3 separate regions of the Mus musculus genome follow, and all the other regions are linked to region 1. A link is a contact called in public promoter capture Hi-C data. All regions are on one chromosome and are shown on one strand. The core of a region is the stretch at or near the end of the contact, and the rest is flanking DNA. Distances in the headings are between cores, read along the strand shown. Region 1 holds the start of Uba6 (ubiquitin-like modifier activating enzyme 6). Region 2 holds the start of Tmprss11f (transmembrane protease, serine 11f). Region 3 holds the start of Tmprss11b (transmembrane protease, serine 11B).

What was found. Promoter capture Hi-C pulls out the DNA fragments that hold promoters and counts their contacts.
Region 2: a contact with region 1 is called in a promoter capture Hi-C map of the SN4741 cell line, with 3 times the contacts expected there. The contact joins the promoter of Tmprss11f here to the promoter of Uba6 in region 1. A contact is called at or near these places in 4 of 39 promoter capture datasets (the 3T3-L1 cell line, 3T3-L1-derived adipocytes, the SN4741 cell line and 1 more) and 3 of 484 Hi-C or Micro-C datasets (adipose-derived mesenchymal stem cells, differentiating embryonic stem cells and forebrain).
Region 3: a promoter capture Hi-C map of 3T3-L1-derived adipocytes shows a contact between it and region 1, with 2.5 times the contacts expected there. The contact joins the promoter of Tmprss11b here to the promoter of Uba6 in region 1. A contact is called at or near these places in 6 of 39 promoter capture datasets (the 3T3-L1 cell line, 3T3-L1-derived adipocytes, the SN4741 cell line and 3 more) and 4 of 484 Hi-C or Micro-C datasets (3T3-L1-derived adipocytes, the STO cell line, cortical neurons and 1 more).

What each region holds. Positions count from the first base shown.
Region 1 is chr5:86,171,261-86,174,623 of GRCm38.p6, forward strand. It overlaps Uba6 (ubiquitin-like modifier activating enzyme 6), which reads right to left and starts at 1,483. Exons shown (of 33, transcript NM_172712.2): 1 at 1,408-1,483. The coding sequence starts at 1,478.
Region 2 is chr5:86,630,157-86,633,764 of GRCm38.p6, forward strand. It overlaps Tmprss11f (transmembrane protease, serine 11f), which reads right to left and starts at 2,268. Exons shown (of 11, transcript NM_178730.3): 1 at 2,168-2,268.
Region 3 is chr5:86,674,394-86,677,728 of GRCm38.p6, forward strand. Tmprss11b (transmembrane protease, serine 11B) reads right to left here and starts at 1,905. Exons shown (of 10, transcript NM_177024.4): 1 at 1,876-1,905. The coding sequence starts at 1,883.

The DNA of each region.
Region 1 (3,363 bases), core at 233-2,732:
AAACCAAAAAAGAATAGAAACCCTTAGACAAGGTCCTTCCATACAAAATGTATGTTTTCTTAGGTATCATCTTCCTTAGAGTTTTAAAATGTGTTGAAGTTAATTTCACTAACTGTTGCTATGTGCAGTGCTTGCTGTTGAGATTTTTAGAGCAACCAGACACTAACTGCACTGTAAGCACCTCATATAATAAAGTCAGCATATTCACACAACATATACTAAAACTATATATAAACCTGTAGTATCCTATCATTTTGTTTCTATTTTACACACTTTATTGCACTTGCTATTCTATGTTACACACAATGACTTAGGTGGATTAAAGTTCTGACTAAAAATGAGAACGGGGTTATGCTCAGCCGCTTAATGGCTATGGCCAACACTTAAAAAGCTCTGTCTCAATGATTGTTTCGAGAATATGTTCAAAAACAGTCACGCCTGATTGCACATACTTGTAATCTCAGAAATTCAGACGAGGAGGGAGGAAGCCATCTTTGGCAAACTTGGAGCCAGCCTCAGAATCAATATAATAATAATAATAATAATAATAACAACAACAACAACAACAACAACAATAACAAATCATCTGTAAGAGCAACTAAGGGGCAGATATTTGTATTCAATAATATTTCTTAAGTCGATTTTGGCAGCATTGGCCAGGGCAGACAATACTTCCATCCAGTCCTTGAAGTATATGTCTCAATGTGCAATGTAAAGCTAGTAACGTAAGAAATCCATCACTTCTATATTTGGTATGTAATAGTCATATACTGGGTAGGATACAAGCGGGGCTTTCTTAACTGTAAGATGACCAAAAGAGAACTAACGCAAACACTGGAGAGAGTATACCAGGACCCCAACCCCGGAATTTTTGCAGGCTGAGAAAGAAAAACTCCAAGATCCTCAGCGGGAAATAATCCTAGGAACCTTGGGCCCCGCCCCGCGCTCCAACACCCCCGTAGTAAACAGAGAGGATTCTCGGGGTGTCCACACTGCAACGGATTCATCCTGACTTGAGCTCTCAAGAACAGTTTTCCTAAGGAGCACGGCTGGAGGAGGATAGTGCTCCGTGGCGCTGAAGGAAGTGTGCCAAGCAACAGGGGCCACAACCCTCTCCTGAATGACTGGCCGCTCAGAAGTAGTGACCTGAGGGAAGGATGCTGGACCCGACCCGGGAAGAGCCGGTCTCCTCAGAGGAGCGGAGCTGGAGCAGCGAGGGCAGCGCCCACGCCGCCACACCCACCGCCCGCCGGCTCGCTCGCTCGTTCGCCACCTCGCTAGCTCCCTGTGGCTCCGCGCGGCCCCGTGGCCTCCGCGCGCTCCGAGCCGCCGGAACGCGAGAACGGAGCCCGCGTCGGCGTTCCTCCGCTCCTTCCCGCCCAGCCTGCCCCGGGCCAGGCCTCTCACCCGCAGGCTCCCCAGGAGGAGCAGGACGCCTCTTCACAGGAAAGCACAGCCAACGGCTCGGACCGCTCCATCGCCTTCCGACAGACTGACTGCAGCGAGGCGGGGAGGCAGGCGAGGGGGCGGGGCCGCGAGGGTCAAGGGGCGGGCGGCGACGTCACCAGGGGGAGGAGCTGGGGAAAAGTACGCCCAGGACAGGGTTTCCAGTCAGCCCCTGGGACACCTGACTTCCGGTTGGGGCGGGGCAACGGGGCGCGCTTCCTTGCAGGTGAGGGGAGTGCCTACGTGAAGGCTGCTGAGCGCTGAGGGCAAACGCGGAACCAAAACGCGTCACTTCCGGCTGTGAGAGCGTACCGCTCCAGGGGGCTCGACAGCTACCAGATGCTGTTGCCTTGCAAATCCAGAACTGTTACAGTGCCTTGAGGAGATCGCTTTTCTGAACAACAACAACAAAAAGAGGACATTTCCAGGCTGGGATTCCACTTAAAGATTCCATTTAAATTGTTTTGAACATCTATTACTGATCTCTGTAGTCAAGTGACTAAAAAGAGCTGTAAAATTTGGCACTTTCATTTTAAGGGAGGAAAAACAAGGAACTCAAATGATATGATCAAAGACATACAGCCAGTAACTCATATTACCAGTTCTCTGATTGCCGATTTCTCATCTAATTCTTTTTTTTCATTCATTCTCATTTTACCATTTTTAGAAAACAATTGTGTACACACAGTACAATTAAGAATCTTTGTTGTTGTTTTTTTTCGAGACAGGGTTTCTTTGTGCAGCCCTGGCTGTCCTGGAGCTCACTCTGTAGACCAGGCTGGCCTCGAACTCAGAAATCTGCCTGCCTCTGCCTCTTCCTCCCAAGTGCTGGGATTAAGTGTGTGCCACCACGCCCAGCTATTAAGAATCTTTCTAACTGGTGATGTGTTTGACGAAACACTAGCCCAATTTTAAAAATCCGTGTTTGATTATAGACATAGGGCAGCGTTCTGTAAAGTATAACAGGTTTTACTTCAAAATTGTCTTGAAATCACAAAAATGATTTTAGGGTTGGTGGTCACCACAGCACGAGAAGTTGTATGAAAGAGTCACAGCATTATCAGTGAGAACACAGTAGCTTCTCCGGGCAGAGGAACTTTGCTGTATGTTAAAGCATGTTTTTATATTTTTTACTAGCTTTGTGTCTTGACTTTTTCTGTATCTGTTACTGCTATTAGGGAAAATAAATTTTTATTTCCTTAGTCCAAGGAGACCATGGATTTAAGGGAAACTTTTCTAACTTAAAAACTATCTGTCCCTGTTGTATGGCTTGATTGAAAAAAAAAAAAAAAATGTGGCTCCCAACCAGGCAGCATACACTAGCTTGAGGCCCTTGACACATGTACAGCAGAGGACTGCCAGGTCTGGTCTGAGTGAGAGACTTGAGGCCCCAGGGAGTGAGGAGGTCTGGTGGGGAAGGGTGGGGGAGGGGCATCCTCTCGAAGAGGGAAAAGGAGGAGGAGGAGGAGGAGGAATGGGATGAGGAACTGCCAGAGGGCAGACCTGGAGGGGGACTGGACTGTTAAAAAAAAAAAAAAAAAAAAAAAAGATTTAAAAAAAGTAAAATACTAATACTACTAGTATGGCTCAATGCCTGTCATGTCCACTCCTATTCGTTCTCAACCCTGGTGTTAGCTGTCTCTTGTCTTCTTGTCTCTGTCTGTGCTGAGCTGCATCCTAACGCTGCATGTAATCATTCTACTTGCAAACATTTGTTTCTGAATAATTTCAGATTTACAGAAAATTTAGAAAGATAATAGAGAATTTATCTGAATTCTTCAAATAACTTGCCCATTTTGTATTTGGGTGCATTTTTCATGACTTAGAAATTGATATTTGTGTGATACTTAAATCCATACATTTTACTAAGATACCACAGGTTTTTCTGCTAACCATTCCCCTCAGAATCCATTCCAG
Region 2 (3,608 bases), core at 1,018-3,517, 460 kb after region 1:
TATAGAAATAGATGTTCATGTATATATTGGATGTTCATATATATATATGCATATATATATATTTATTTATTTATCAATGAGGAGAGTAAAATCATGGAAATCTAAACTAAGCTTCCAAACTTGACTTTCAACAACATACTTGCCAATCTCTAATTTACAGCTTAAAACCATTGATTTAGTGAAATAAAACCCTCCTGGCATGCTGAAGAAGTAGGCAAAACTTTCAATGATTGCTTTTCAGGTTTGTGTAGTTGATATAAATAGTCCTCCAGTATTTGTCCTCAAGGTTAAAGACTGTACATAGAAGTGTGTGTGTGTGTGCAACAATAGTGTATAAATAGGGAAAAGACAGCGGAGAGTGCTTTTACTGAGGAAACTCAGCACAGTCCTGAATTAGCAGCATGAAATGTGCTGTGTTTCCTTTCTGTCTCTGGATCTCTTATTCCATCTTTGTCATGAGGAAATTCAGATGACATCATTCCTGATATTCTTTTCTATTCTAAAAATAATTATATTTCCATGACAAAATGATCTTTAAAAGGTTGTCATAAGGGTCAAAATAATTCTGCTCCCTAAGAGTATATATTATTACAGATTTTCAACCCAACTTTGGAAATTACTAAAATGTGAAGTGCCTCCGGTTGGCACATCAGCATTCATTACAGTTAAAATGCACTGCTGGTACACGGCATTACAGCCTTTGAACCCTCTGGCCTGCATAGTCATCACATGCATCATCAGGATGCTGAATACCAGATGTGTTGAGTCACTGGGTGAAAAAGAACAGCAGCACTTCTGTGGGCTTGTATATATTTTGATTCTAGCTGTAGGAATGATATATCAACACCCTATCATTACATGGTTCTTTTATGCCTGACTTTTCTTTAGTAAAATATTAAGCCTAATTTTTTTTCACATGATTTGATGTTAAGACATGTTTATACTATTGAAATTCATTGAATTATTTGCTATATTAGGAATCAACAACATTTACTACATTAGGAATTTAAACAAGAAAGTTACAGTACCAATTAATTTGTTCAAGGTCATGCTACAAAATAACTTAAAGTATCTCTTTCATTTTTTAAAATTAAGTTTTCCCAAAACTAATGGATTTCATTTTCAAACTAATAGGGCATGCTTCAGTTCTCCCTAAACTTTGAAAGGTATTCATTTCTTAACAGTTATTAATAGAATAAATTGTGGTGCCTTATTGTGTTATACTAAAACTCACTGGTTCTGCATACATGGTTGGTTCTTGTATTGTGCCTGATTTTATAATATTCACATAGGCATGCAAGCTGTTCTAAATAGTGACATATTTCATTATATAAAATCTATTATAACATCACAACCAAATTCATTCTGTAAAATTCTAAGTCGAGGAACAGTCAAGCTTACAAGCTTTAAATTTTCTTATTTTTACTTCAGAGTTCAAGTCTTATTGCTCATCAAAGTGAGAAACTCACTTACCTGACTTCTAACAAATTGTCTTATATAAATGTAAGTCTGAATATCTGCACCTCATCAATATTTTTTGCATACTCATTGTACTTTAGGATATTCTTTAGTATATCCCCACATGCTTCTCATTTTGTCACCCAGGCCATTCGTCAATATCTAAACCCATGGTCAATATTAATAAATTCAAACCTGTACTGCTTTGTGAGTAGCAGTCAGTCCTCCAGGAAGCTGGTTTTGATTTTTGTTTGTATATTTGTTTAATGTCCCTGTTCTGATTCTGACACAGTAAAATTGTTTTTATTAATTGCTGGTTTTGCAAATACAGTAAAAGTAGAGACTGGAATTTTTGTTTCTGTAAAATAGTTTCAACTTCAGCAACCCATGAAGAGTCTCAGGGCTCCTCAGAGGCATATGGGACAAGTTTGAGAAGCAGTGAATGAAACAGTTCATATACGATAATACAAATGTTTCCAGATATTTCTTAATTTACTGAAAGTAAATTTGTTAACAATAAATTAAAGCATAAAATTATTCATTAATATTTGAGCAGAAAAATTTTTCACCAACATTTTTAAACTAATCCTAAGAGTTTCTAAAATCACAGCCCTAAGAAACTAACACGAAGCGTAAGAGAGAAAACACAAGCGAATTTTAGCGCATGCACTAATCCCTGTACCATTTGCCATACCTTTTGGTTTATTACCTTGAAATTGTTCCTTCCTCACATAGCATGTGCTTCTTCAGTTTGCAGTTGTTGAAAATGACACTGGAATCTTTTTTCTGAGATCCAAAACAGACAAAGACATACACACACCCTTCTGTTCTTAGACTTAACCCTTTACCTCTGACTCAGCCATGGATTACGAGTCAATCAAAAGGGCTCTTGCCTGGAAGCCAAGTCACGTCATCTTTCCTTAGCCAATCATAAGTTCAGGCTACAATCAACTGCTGCTCAATTGAGACATTCATCTACCAGCCTGTAAGTACCACTGTCATTATTTATGGCTCTTTGCCAGATGGCTCCAGAATAGCAAATAACCCGTCAGGTTTTACAACTTTCAAAATATAGATAGGAAACACTGGACTCGTTTTATGTGTGCGTTATGTAATTTGTTCAGTCCCTAAGCTCATCAAAAGCAAAAACTGATCAAAGATGGAGTATCAATATTTCTGGAAATACTCCAAAACAGCGTCAGCAAGAAGTCTTCCTCAGAAGTAACACCTTGATTTGGCTACATTTTATTGTCTATCATTTTCTTTAATTGTAAGAATTAAATACATTTATACAATGAAAAATGATCAACCCCCCCCCCATCTTCCTTAATTCCCTTCATATCATCTCACTATGGCCCCTCCCTAACCACTTCTTATTTATTCTTTAACAACTCACTAAGTTCAATTAGTGCTGTCCATGCATGAATAGGAATGGAGCCATCCACTGGGCCATAGAAAATCTACCAACAGCCATACTTTTGCTTTTAGACATCTGTGTATAGCAATGAGCAATAAATTTCTTTGCTTTGTGAATAATTCAGTCCGTGACACAAAACAAACGACTATGGGAACCAACCATCTAAAAACCTGAGTGGTTATTTGCTTGACATAAATTAAAGTGTTAGATACATCTTCAGTATTTGATCCTGCATCTAATTCAAAGGGACAATGAACAAATATCCCAAGAGAAAAATTATAAGTAGACCTTGGCTTTAAAGTGTTGATAATTATCAATGAAGATAATCTTAAGCTATGGTCTACTATGTTATCACTGTAGCTTTTGTGGTGGTGATTTAACTAGTACTTGGCAGATGAAAGAGATGAGTCATGAAACACCTTAAAATTTTCATTATGACCCAACATTTCGAAGACCTTTCCTGATCCTCCACCTCTGTCCACCTAGGAAATCCTTCGAATTCTTTGAGTTTGTCGTTCATGTCTCTTCTTTGTCACATTTATTCTAATCCACTTCCTTTGTTTAAAATGTTATCTGTTCATGACTGTCAAATGATGTTTTCATTCCTGACATCTTCCTGAGCTCTAGGCTTGTACATAGAAATCTCACTCAACATTTTCACTTATGTTTCAAATTGCCCCTTAAACCTCCTGTCACTAATGTAATAAGTAATTGTCTTCTCTACCAATTTCAC
Region 3 (3,335 bases), core at 655-3,154, 500 kb after region 1:
TGTCTCTCACTGAAGGGTTCCTAGTCTCAATCCACACCCTTTGTTGGTTTGTCTTCCATGAACTTTTATAAATTATTATCTTTCTACTTCTCTCTTAATTGGGGATTCATGTCTATATCTCTACTTTCAACTAATTTTGTTTAGAGACTTTTCGTTCAGAAAAGTTTTTTGTACAATAGAGAGACATTTCAAATTTCTATCTCACTTTGTATAGTCTAATAAAAACACAAAGTATTTACTTTTATTAAACTTTTGCCAAACAAAAATTGTTAGTGTTCATTTAGGCTTTCGTTTGAAGAAAAGGAATTGAAACAGCTTGCTGCTTACTGATCTTTGAAGTTACTACAGGACACAGGGTTTTACATTTCACTCCCTACCCACCTTCCATCTAGATAATTTCATGTCACAGTCCAGATTTTTTTTCCTGAGTTTTAGTTTTCTTTTGCAAGAACCTAAAAACATCCCAAACTATAATCTATCATAGATGATTAAATAAATGCTAATGTTCACAAGGAAACTTCTCAAGCACAGGAGAAAAATCGTTCCCCTGTTAGCCAGTTCCTGATATCCCCCCATATATTCTTTAGGAAAATCTCATAAGAGATGCTTCAAGATGACGTTCACAAGACTGCAAACCGGATTTTCTTTCTAGTCTACAGCCTGTCCCTAGTGCTAAGGAAGCATTGAAAATGATAACATTGGGTTTTGCAATCCATCTGATGTTATTTTCACTCCGTGAAACCAGTCATCATTCAAGCACCTACATGCATCCAAAAGTTCATCAAAGCCTCCTGAAAGCCGCCAGTGCAATCAACCACATGTCCTAATCCTGCCTAGCTCAGGAACGGAATGGGCTCAGTGTCTTACTCTGAGAAGCTGATTCCAGAATCAGGGCTTGAGCCTTGCCTAGGCAACTCACATTTTTTGAAACTGTAGTTCAATCCTTTTACCTTTCTCTCAACCTAAGACCTCACGCAGGTGTAAACTAATAATGGAGAACGATAACAATGTGAAATGCTCCGCAGATATAATCTATCATGCACCAGAATATAGGTAATGACCATTTACAGAAATCAAACAAACAAAATTCCAGTCATACAGGACTTTTTAAACTTAAATTTGCCTGCCTAATGGATCTTTTAGTTTACATCAGAAATGTTGAAACTAGGAAAAATTAAGGTCATAAATAAAATAACATCTTTAATACACAACAAAATCACACAATAAACCTCTAAGTCAAGAAAGATGCTGTTAGTATGTTCTATCACAAATGAGTATATCCATTCTAGTAATACATTTAGAGTAATGCTGGCTATTTCCAATATAGATGTGTCTTGTGGGCTCTCATTGACCTAAATATATAAATGTAATAATATATATTTATAACAATATTTATGTAAGATATACATTTACATCTTTATAGATAACACCCATGGAGTAGTAATACTGTGCAATCCAAGACAATATTTTTAGTTTATGGTAGAAAGCCTGAACTTTTAAACAACTGCAGAGACCATTATCATTATCCTTCCTAAGCACCATTTCGTATTTAACTCACAAGGAAATAAAATGTCTCTGCTACTGCCTCTCTCTACTAGACAACAGTCACACGGTTGTCACATTTTTCACCCACTCAGTGTGAAGTTACACGCCCCTCTTTTGAAGCACCCCTCAAACTGGGGCTTAACACCTGAGATTGCAAACACAAATGTATCTTTGTGACAATATGTCTCCATACTGAAGTTCCAAAGGGCTGTGAAATCACTATACATTCACCACCTAGACACAGTTATTTTTGCCACAGTCCTTAAAATGAGACTCAAATGGAGGAGACTGTGAAATTCTATTTTGTCAGAAGGTTAGACAGGCACTTACCTGTACATAACGTGCTGATACACTGGTGGCTGATATTAATGCAGAGGGAACTTCTGAACTCCTTACGTGTTGATATTGGTTCTCGGGTAAATGTGCTAGCTACAAGGATATTTGAGATTTTAAGGGCTGGTACAATAGCAGAAAGACATTTAAAAAAAAAAAAACTTGTTTAACAGGTGTGGTAACAACTGAGGATCTGTAGCTTAGAGGAAATAACAAAGCTTGTCTTTGAATTTGAAATCTAGAATACAAACAATGGTATAACTTGGTCATCAGAAAGACCCACCCAAAACTACTGTCACACTAAAGTGAATCAGTGCTCTGACTCAGGAGCTATCCATCCTCTCAGCACAGAGACTCTCCCCGGAGAAACTAACACGTATCTGACAAGTTACTTAACTGTTAAGTTGTGTCTTTTAGGATAAACACACTTATGAGAGCCTAAGTCATTTGAAATGTGCTTAACTTAGAGTCCCATGGGAATCAGTGAAAGCTGTTATAGGGGTGAAATTACAGGTGAAAAGTAGGGTTTAGAAAAACAAAGTACTTTGCTTTGATGGTTCTTTGTACAGAAAATGGAATGAACTAACTAAGCAGCTGAGAGATCTTTTACCAAACAAAGACATATTAGGTTTTTGAGTGACACACTAAGTTCTTATAAAAACAGAGCTCAGGGAGCCATTTTTGTATTTGTAATACAACTACCTTGGTGCTTGTGACTATTTTTGATGTCTTGAAGAACACATTTCTATATGTTCTCATAAAGTTAGTATTTTACATACTTCCTGGGGTTTCATAGTGTTTCCAGAAATAGTGATATACCCTTATACACTAATGGGAAGGACCAACAAATATAGAGTAGTGAATGTATACATTAATAACAGATTTAACAGTGCTAGAAAGAAAATAAAGCCAGATAGTTGAGTAAAAAATGGAAAATGAGGTGGCTAGGGTGGCTAGCTATAGAGTAGTCAGATGAACCTAGAAGATCAAGCTTTGAGCAAAGACCAGAATAATGATGTAACTGCTGTGGTTTGCTGTACTATCACTTATATGGGACACTTTCATTTTTTAAAAAAATTAGTGCCTGAGACAATAACCTAAGTGATAATGTGCTTGTCATACAAGCATTAGAATCTGAGGTGGGGCCTTCAGAACACACATAAAATCCAGACACAGCAGCATGCTTGTGACCTAAACATTAGTAGGGTGGGAACAGGTGGGTCCCTTGAGTCTCTGGCCTGCCAGGTTAGCTGAAATGGCAACCTTCAGGTTCAGTGAGAGATTGTGTCTCAAGATATATTCCTCTACATCATCTACAACACAATCTCTCTTTATCCATATAATAGCATGATATAATGGAGAAGACATGATCTTTGCTTCAATGATAGTCTGAGTGACAACTAGCTGTTTGACATAAATCTTTTGACCTTGAGCATTCCCATAGGTAAAGATGTGTG